2 separate regions of the Zea mays genome follow, and region 2 is linked to region 1. Evidence: chromatin contacts called from public Hi-C data. All regions are on one chromosome and are shown on one strand. Each heading gives the region's core, a stretch centred on a gene start, on an enhancer-like site or on the middle of the called end of the contact. The rest is flanking DNA. Distances are from core to core; before and after follow the strand shown.

Region 1 (4,361 bases), core at 1,298-3,797:
GTACGTCACATAATGAACATCTCAAACCTACCCAACGCGACTACTTCGAAATCGTGAAAATAATCACATCGCATTCATCGAACTAATTCAATAATTAAGCTAAAGGAAATATGGATCGGCTTACCCACGATTAAATTTGACGCGCTATCCGCGAACACGGCAAGGATTCTGGTTTAGCTCTTGCGTCGAGTACTTGGTGAACGTCACGCTGCTAACTCCGTCTTCACCCGATTATTGGGATTTCTTGATGATGCACGGAACGACGACGAGATCGAGTTTGGAGCGAGCTGGCGAGGACACGAATCCACTGAGGGCTCTGGCAACGACGAAGTCACGAGCAAGGGAGGACGTGTTCAACAGCTCGATGGCAAACGCGAGCATGCAGCGTGGCACGCAGCAGCGACGATAGTCGAATCGGCAAAAGAGCGTTAGCGAACTCGACGAACACGACCACGGTCGTGTGCTGACGTGGATAGGACAACAGCGGCTGGCGAGCCCAACAAAGGAGCCTGCGCAACGACAACCAAACAGTGAAGCTCGCGCGCGCTGGGAGGAATACGAACAGGGGCGGAAGGCCCAGTATGACTCAATATTGCCTAGGCAATACCTTGTGCCGGCCCACTAAAAGATTAGATTAGGGTTTTCCGTGTCCCGCACACATCCGTTGCCCGCTGAGCCGCACCCGCACGGCCGCAGGCGCGTCCACACCCGCACGGCCGTTGGCCGCCGACCGCTCGGCAGACGCAGACGGCCTGCTCAGCTGCTCGCCTGCTCCTCATCTCCGACGGCGTTCTGCTCGGCTTAGTCGGCTGCTCGGCAGACGGCAGTCCCGCTCGGCCGCTCCTGCGTTTCGCTGCTCGCCCAGGCGCCCGGCCAGCCAGCGTGCTCGGCTGCTGTCTGCCTCTGCCTGCTTGTCCAGTTGTCCGCCTGTCCGATGTCCAGCCCGGCGGCCGGCTGCAGGCTGTGGCTATTTGTCCCGGGCCGCTTCCTGCTTGCTTTAGTAATTAGTTCGTTACTTCATTAGTTGCTTGAGTACATACTGCTTGAGTTTGAGTGCTTGTCTGCTTGTCCCATCCGATAGCCTAAAAGGTAGCGCATGAGTATTTATTTGATTATACGCGTGAGTATTTGATTATGTGTGTCTATTCTATTAGATTTTTCAATGTGCAGATTTTCCAATTTCTAAATAACAGTCTTGGATATAAAAAAAATAAGGCAAAGAATATGGCCCAAAAAAGTATCTCTCTATATTATGTGAACATTCTATGTTAGCTGTTGTAATGTCTTCTAATTATCTAATACATGTTATATGCTTCGTAAAATGACAGATTTAAAAAGCTATTTCAGTCAAGCTTCTAGTGGAAGTAGACTAAGCACTCGCGCTAGTGGAAGTAGACTAAGCACTCGCGCTAGTGGAGTTTGTAATGGACCCGGAATATAAGTTGGAGTTTAAGAGAATAATAGTGAAGATGTCAATGGTGAAAATGTTAATGATCAAGTAGAAGGTATAAATCAGTTCAACCCGGATCACATTATTTTTGATCCGAGACTTCCTATTCCAATCGATTCTTTTACTCCTAATTTTAGAGATGATGTTAGAAGGGCTTATTTTGTAGCTACAAATTGTTTTAAACAGTGTTATAAATTTTTAGTTTTCATTGTTAGTAATACCTAAATTTTCTGGCGTCCTCCGCCACTGAATACGAACAATGACGGCTATGTAAGGAGCGTCGAGTTGGGGAGGGCAGGATTCGACGACTCGACAGTGCCCGTGGCCGAGCACACAAGGCGACCAGCGCACGCGGCGAGGAGATCACCGGTGAAGGGACTTGGCCGGCAAATCACGCGCATCAGCGGAGGAGCCGAGCAACAGCGACCCACCACCATAGTAGGGAAAGGGGACGCACAGACCGAACGATACGAGAAAGAGATGAAGCAGTAGACCACGGCGAGCTGGAGATTCGACACGATGGAGCTCGGCCAACAGACAGCTTGCGTGCAGGGACTAGCTTGGCTGCGCGCGGCATGGGCAAGCAGGGAGATCCGGGCGAGCAAGGAGCAGCGGCTGGACGCCATGAGAGGACCTGCACGCAGGGATGAAACTCCACGGCGACCATGGCTGCAGGAAGCGGTGACGGAGTGGAGCAGGAAACTTGGCGCGGCTTAGGGATGGCGACCGAGTAGAGGAGAGACCAACGCAGGGAAGAAATCCGAGCAGAGAGCTTCGCGCTTGGGGCAGATGAATGAGCGGCTGCCTTCGGACGCGAGGAGGGAGAAGAATGAGCAGAGGCCAAGGACGCGAGTCCGAGCAGAGGCCAAGGACGCGAGGAGGGAGATGAATGAGCGGCTGCCTTCGGACATGGGGCGAGCAGGGCGCGGCAGAAAGCTCCAAACCGGCGCGGCCATGGCAGAGCTGGGCGCTAGAGAGAGAACGGCGGCGCTGGAGCTCGGTGGAGCAGAGGGCGAGCAGGGACGGCGCGCTAGGGAAGAAGACGCGTTGGGGAACAGGGAGCAGAAGGAGCTACGCACCATGGGCTAGCAGGAGCTGGGCGCGGCGGGATTTTTTTTTGCTCTGGTGCCGAGCGTGCGGCCTGAAGAGAAGGCCAAGGCCCAAGGGCCCCTGCGCGATGGAACAAAAAAAATCTTCGTGCTGCAAAAAAAATCTGCGCGACAGGGATAAGGAAAATGCAAAGCGGTGGAGTAAAAAAAAACAGAGAGAGAGTCACGGGATAGAGATGGAGTGATATTTTCCTTTTTTTATTTCTTTTCTCTTTTATAACACAAGTGATACAAATATCCCCAATTTTGAGATCAGGGTTAAAAGAGACATAAACAAGTTGGATCAGGACGGTATTAGATATAAAATTCGGATAGAATTTAGCAGATACTCTGGAATTCAGAGGGATTTTTACCAGTTACTTATATCCAAAGATTTGGATCCGGGCGAGAAACGACAGACCAAAATAAACTGGTTTCGGCATCGATATTTGCTCTGCGATTAGACTGAAATTAGCCGGAACCATATCTGCGAATGTATACGCGATTTCGTCGCCAAAACAGCGTGCTGAAGGATAAATTGGATCGTAACCTCGCGCACGATTTCTCTCGGACAATGCGCGATTCCGATTATTTTGCCCCGAACATTTTAGTCGTCGAGTTCAAATTAATTTGCCCAGAATAAAAATCGCAAGAGCAGGTTGAGCTTCCGAATTCGTATTCGCGCGAGCGATGAATTTTAAACGGACACAAGACTCAACATATCGCGAAATAAATGTGCGATATCGATGCGGCATCGAGAGTGCGATCCGTTCCGGAAGCGACGACACGCATCGCACATGTGGGCGAGAAGCTGTGCACATTGTTCGTTTCGGATAGCACGGGGCTCCAAATTTTACATAAAATCAGAAGTCTTCTGATTTTTGTATTCACTTACGCGTGTGATCCAAACAGTTCAAAATTCGCCAGCGACGAGGATTCGATAATCCAAAAGCTTCATGAACCCTCTTTAGTTGTTTAGATTATCAAATGAAAACGACACCAAACTCGATAGATTTTAATTAGGCACATGACTCACAAATTTTTGGAACAATTACGTTCCAAATTTCGCGAAGACTTAGGAAGAGTCAAAATAGACAAAAACAGATGCGATATTAAAATTGCGATAGGCGAAGATGATTAAAATTTAGCATCTGTTTTATCCACAGATATTACGTGATTAAATCCATACTCGTTGTCGAGCAGAATATAAACACCTGGGGTGTTACAACCCTCCCCCTTAAAAGAATCTCGTCCCGAGATTCAGAGCGAAAGACTTTTAAGATTAGAGAAACATGTAACCCATGTCCATATCAGTGATAATCATAAGACAATTCCAAACAAAGATGAGTGTCTCGGAAGGTTGTTTCTCTAGTGGACATAACACATATCGCCTTAGGCTAATTTAGAGATGTCCACCAATAGAGATGATGTCTGCCAGGGGAACACATAAGGTTCCATGTGTGCAATTTGCTTTTTTGATGACACTGTACTATCTGAGTCTGTTGAGCAAGCGACAGATATGCGATTTTACCCAAACAGAATCAGATGCAACCTCTTGGGTAAAACACACAGAAAGAGATTTACCAACAAGTGGTCACAATAAGTTCATAATACATGAGACGAGTGTGGATGTCGAATAATATCACAGTTAACTCGTGGCTAGCCAGAGAATCCAAGTCCAAGAAAAATGATAAAGACTTGAAAAAATCACCAGCGGAGGGATCTGTAAATGCTGCCTTCGCAACCAACCCATTTTATCGAGCACTCATCATGGCTCGACTTGATCACACATGCTGGAAAAGCACACGTGAGGCGATCGAGGC
Region 2 (4,011 bases), core at 556-3,055, 210 kb after region 1:
GATTTAACCATAAAACGTGAACCAAAATAGCGTAAATGAATACGAAATTTACGTAAATTATAGACCTGTTTCGTAACAGCGAATGGGGCCCGAAAATTACGGCGTGAAAATTGCGCACGTTCGATCGTGCACGGATTCTGGCTCGATCAAATTTCAACGTAAAACGTTAACCAAAACAACGTAAATGAGTACAAATTTTAGCGTACATCATCAATTTATTTCGTAACGACGAATAGGGCCTAAATTACGGCGAGGCGCGGGTCGAACTCCTCCAGGCAGCGAGTGATGCAGGTGGGCACGTTCTCCGACAACATGATGACGACGAGGATGTCCCTGAGCGCCGCCGACTTCTTGACGCGCTTGAGCAGCTTGTACCCAGTCATCCCAGGCACCACCGGCTTCCTGCTGTTGTTGGCCTTTGGCGCAGGAGACGGCGTCACAGACGCTGGAGCGGCAGCGGCGGTGGCCATCGCAGAGACGGACAGGACAAACGTTGTTGCCATCGGGCCTAGGGTGCGATGTCGCCGTCCGCTTCGAGAATGCCGTCGCCACTTGCGCGCCCGCCTCGGGAGCGTCGCTGTCGCTCGTTCCTAGTGGAGCGCCGCCGTCGGTCGCCTGCCTCGGGGCGGCATCGCTGCTGGCCCCTAGGATCACCGGCGCTCGTACGCCCGAGGGAACCGCCGCCGCCGCTAAAACCTAATCCCTGGCGGCGTGGGGGTATTTTTATAGTGGCGACGTGGGACTGGATAACTGCGAGCGCGTGGGTGGGATCGTGGGCCCTATGCACGTAATATGCGGGACGAAATCTACGTGATGGCCCATATATTTGCATAAATTGTTACCCACATCAGCATAACTCATATTATAATTTGTCGTAAGCAGTTAGGTATAATAAGCCAAAAAGGGTTTGGTGCGGTCTGCACACCTGATCGATACGTGGTTGGAACTTCCTATAGTTAAACAGAGCCCGGGGCTCTAAATACTATATATATATATATATATATATATATATATATATATATATATATATATATATATATATATATATATATATATATATATATATATATATATATATATATATATATATAGTTATAGTTATAGTTATATATAGTTATCTTGTTTCAATGTGTGGTTTCATTACTCTGAGTTTGTTTGATTGTCAACGTTTTCGGCGAACATCAGTCACATATGAATCAGTGCGTGCGTGTATACTTATTTTCTTTTTTAAGAGTGGTGGCGAAAGCATCTTTTTTTTTCCAATGTAATCTTCCGCAAAAGGTAGAAAGCGGCTTCGCCGGGTTGACCGATTTGAAAGATAATTAAGTTGAGGCAGTTATTGTCTTACTGAAATAACAACTTGTTTGTTTAATTTGGTACTATAGATAGGAGTGATAATGGATCGTGATTTAAATGTTACTTCACAAATTTATAGGGTCATAAATAAATTTTAGTTCAAAAATGAATATAAATAGAGTTGGACCCTAATTCAATATAATCCGATCCGGTCCTTAAATTTTATAGTGTAAAATTTAGAGCACGTTGTCACCCATAAGTATAGATAGATATTAATAAATCTTTATATACCTTATCAGAATTAGAGATGCTTATCTCGGGCTAAAATAAAGACATGACTAACCTCCGTTTTAGAACGGAGGAGACACAAAGACTATGTATGGTTCATGCTGGAATATAAAAAAGGACGATTGGGCCTACGAAATGTGCCCGAACCAAGAGACAGGGGTCTGAACAAGAACGTGCAAGTAAAGTGGGCGGCGAGGCAGTGAGAGGTCACTTCCATCCCATTGCATGTATCAATGTATGTATGTGTGCCGTGTGCGCTCGTTTTAATTCATTGTGGTGGCCGGCCGCCTCGTGATGCATGGATCGCACTCGCACATCTGCAAGTTGCAAAAGAGAGAGAGAGAGACAAGAGGCCTAGGCTGGTCTGGCCGGTCAACAAAATCGTCTCCGAGTTGGCAGCCGCCCGCAACGCAAGCACCACCCATCACCCATTTCCATTTGGCAGTCCTTGGCTTGGTTGGCCACTTGGCCCGCATGCGTGCGTGCCTGGCAGCCTGTTCCTGCCTGCGATTCGTAGCCAAAATAGTTGTCTAATATATGTACTATAATAATTGATCGTCTAGAACAACTTCTAGCCTCGTTCCAACGTAAGCCACAATAAAGCCTCGGCCGCCAGACAGACAGTTGCTTTCAAATCTCTCTACTCGATAAACTCAGTAAATTATATGTATAAAGAGGTACCAGAGTATATATATATATGATTCTCGTTGACTTGTCCTTATCTCTGACTTTTGACTCGACAGTTGACAGCAGTATAGTGCTCCACTGAAGGAGAAGCAAAAGCAAACAAGAGTTGGTGTAGTAGCAGGCAGGAAGAATTTGCAAGTGGATTTAATTGGGAACGAGAGGCAGTAGGGCTTGCGAGGCGAGGAGAGGATGCGATCAATGCTGGTCTAATCAGAGTGTTTGTCTGTGCTCGCCACTTGAGACAGACCTGGCCATGGATCAGAGTCATGTGTGTGTCTCTGTATTGTCAGTGCCCGTGACCCGTGACGACCGAGTCGACTGCATTTCAGATGCCAAAAGCTTACCAATTTGCAGTGTTCGGGGAGTTCAATGCATGGGGGCAAGTAAAATACAAGTGAGATAGTGCCACGAAAGTAAGAAGCGTGTCACGATTTGTCTAAGGTTAGTTCGTGAAGTGAAGAACTAACCTTAGACAGAAAAGTTAGGGGTTGTTTGGTTCGTGGCTAAACGTGACACACTTTGCCTAAGGTTAGTCGTTCGAATTGAAGAACTAACCTTAGGCAGAAAAGTTAGGCAAAGTGTGACAAGTTAGTCATCAAACCAAACAGGCCCTAAGTTTAGATAGAAAAGTTAGACAAAGTATGGCAAGTTAGGTAACAAACTAAACAGTCATTTGTGCTTTTTTGGCTAAATACTGAATGTAACACCCTGAATTTGGGGATATAAAATTTCTTTGCTCTTATCCACAAATTCAAGTGTTACTCCTCTTCTCTCTTCTCTCTTAATCCATTTCGTTTTCCTTTAGAAAGAGAATCATTGTTTTAGTTGGAGATGTATCTATTTTCTAATAGACAAAACCCTAAGAAAGTATGAAATGTTGCATAATACTGAACCCCAACTTTTGTCTTTGTATCATGCATATGTTTCAATTAGTGGCATATTTGAAGTTGAGCCAGCCGAGCCTTCAGTCGAGCCCTCAGCCACGCGCCTTCCCTTCTTTCTGCCCCGCGAGCCCACCCTGTCGGCGTGCCGCCCTCGGTCACGCGCTCTCTCTCTTTTCTCTCTGACCAGCCAACCCCGCTTGTGAGCCCCGTCCTCTTCCCCTCAACTGTCTGCTCCGCAGAGGCCACGCCGGTCGTGCCCGCCTCGCACGTTATGTGCGGATAACCACCGCGCGCACCCTACGACCCCCCATCTCGCATGCCTCGCCTGGCCACCATATAAGGACCCTAGACCCCAGCATCCCCCACACCTCGCCCTGCCCATTCTTCCCCACCTAGCACGCAGCAGTGTCGCCACTGTCGCGAAGCCGTTCTGTCGTCGCCCTTGCCACAGTGAGCTTCGCCTCGGTGCTAGCCGCTCGGGACTCGCCCCCAATTCCCCTTCCTTCCTTTGGTTCGCTCTGTCCTTGCTCACCACCGTTACACGTGCAGTCCCGAAGCCGCCATCGTCGACCTAAGCCACCGTCGTGCCGTTGCTGTCTCAGTGGATATCCCGAGTCTCGCATTGAGGTATGGAATCTCCCTTGCCCTCTCCATTTCCCTCTTACTCTTTGCCCTACGCGATTGCTCGTCGGAGTTCCCCGCACCCCGCCGAGCCGCCCCACTGTGAACCCTCACCATCTGATGCCCCTACCTCTGTTCAGCCCCCACCATCAGATTTCCCGCACCCCTCCCCATTTTCTCCGATCATCCCAACAGCCCTAAGACCCCCGGAGCGCTCGCGCCCCTCGTCTCTGAC

The links. Hi-C and Micro-C count contacts between places; a contact is called where the count stands out from the background.
Region 2: a contact with region 1 is called in a Hi-C map of bundle sheath, with 2.1 times the contacts expected there. The contact joins two enhancer-like sites. A contact is called at or near these places in 5 of 25 Hi-C or Micro-C datasets (bundle sheath, ear, leaf and 2 more).

The regions. Positions count from the first base shown.
Region 1 is chr1:159,963,639-159,967,999 of Zm-B73-REFERENCE-NAM-5.0, forward strand. No RefSeq gene overlaps it. Among protein-coding and RNA genes, the nearest start is that of LOC103640076, 93 kb to the left of the region's middle. Within about 2 kb of position 2,548, at least 11 of the 20 cell types and tissues checked have an H3K27ac peak or open chromatin away from gene starts, as enhancers often do. A contact at or near this core is called in bundle sheath, ear, leaf and 1 more, where this site is marked.
Region 2 is chr1:160,178,931-160,182,941 of Zm-B73-REFERENCE-NAM-5.0, forward strand. No RefSeq gene overlaps it. Among protein-coding and RNA genes, the nearest start is that of LOC100281484, 17 kb to the right of the region's middle. Within about 2 kb of position 1,806, at least 15 of the 20 cell types and tissues checked have an H3K27ac peak or open chromatin away from gene starts, as enhancers often do. A contact at or near this core is called in bundle sheath, ear, leaf and 1 more, where this site is marked.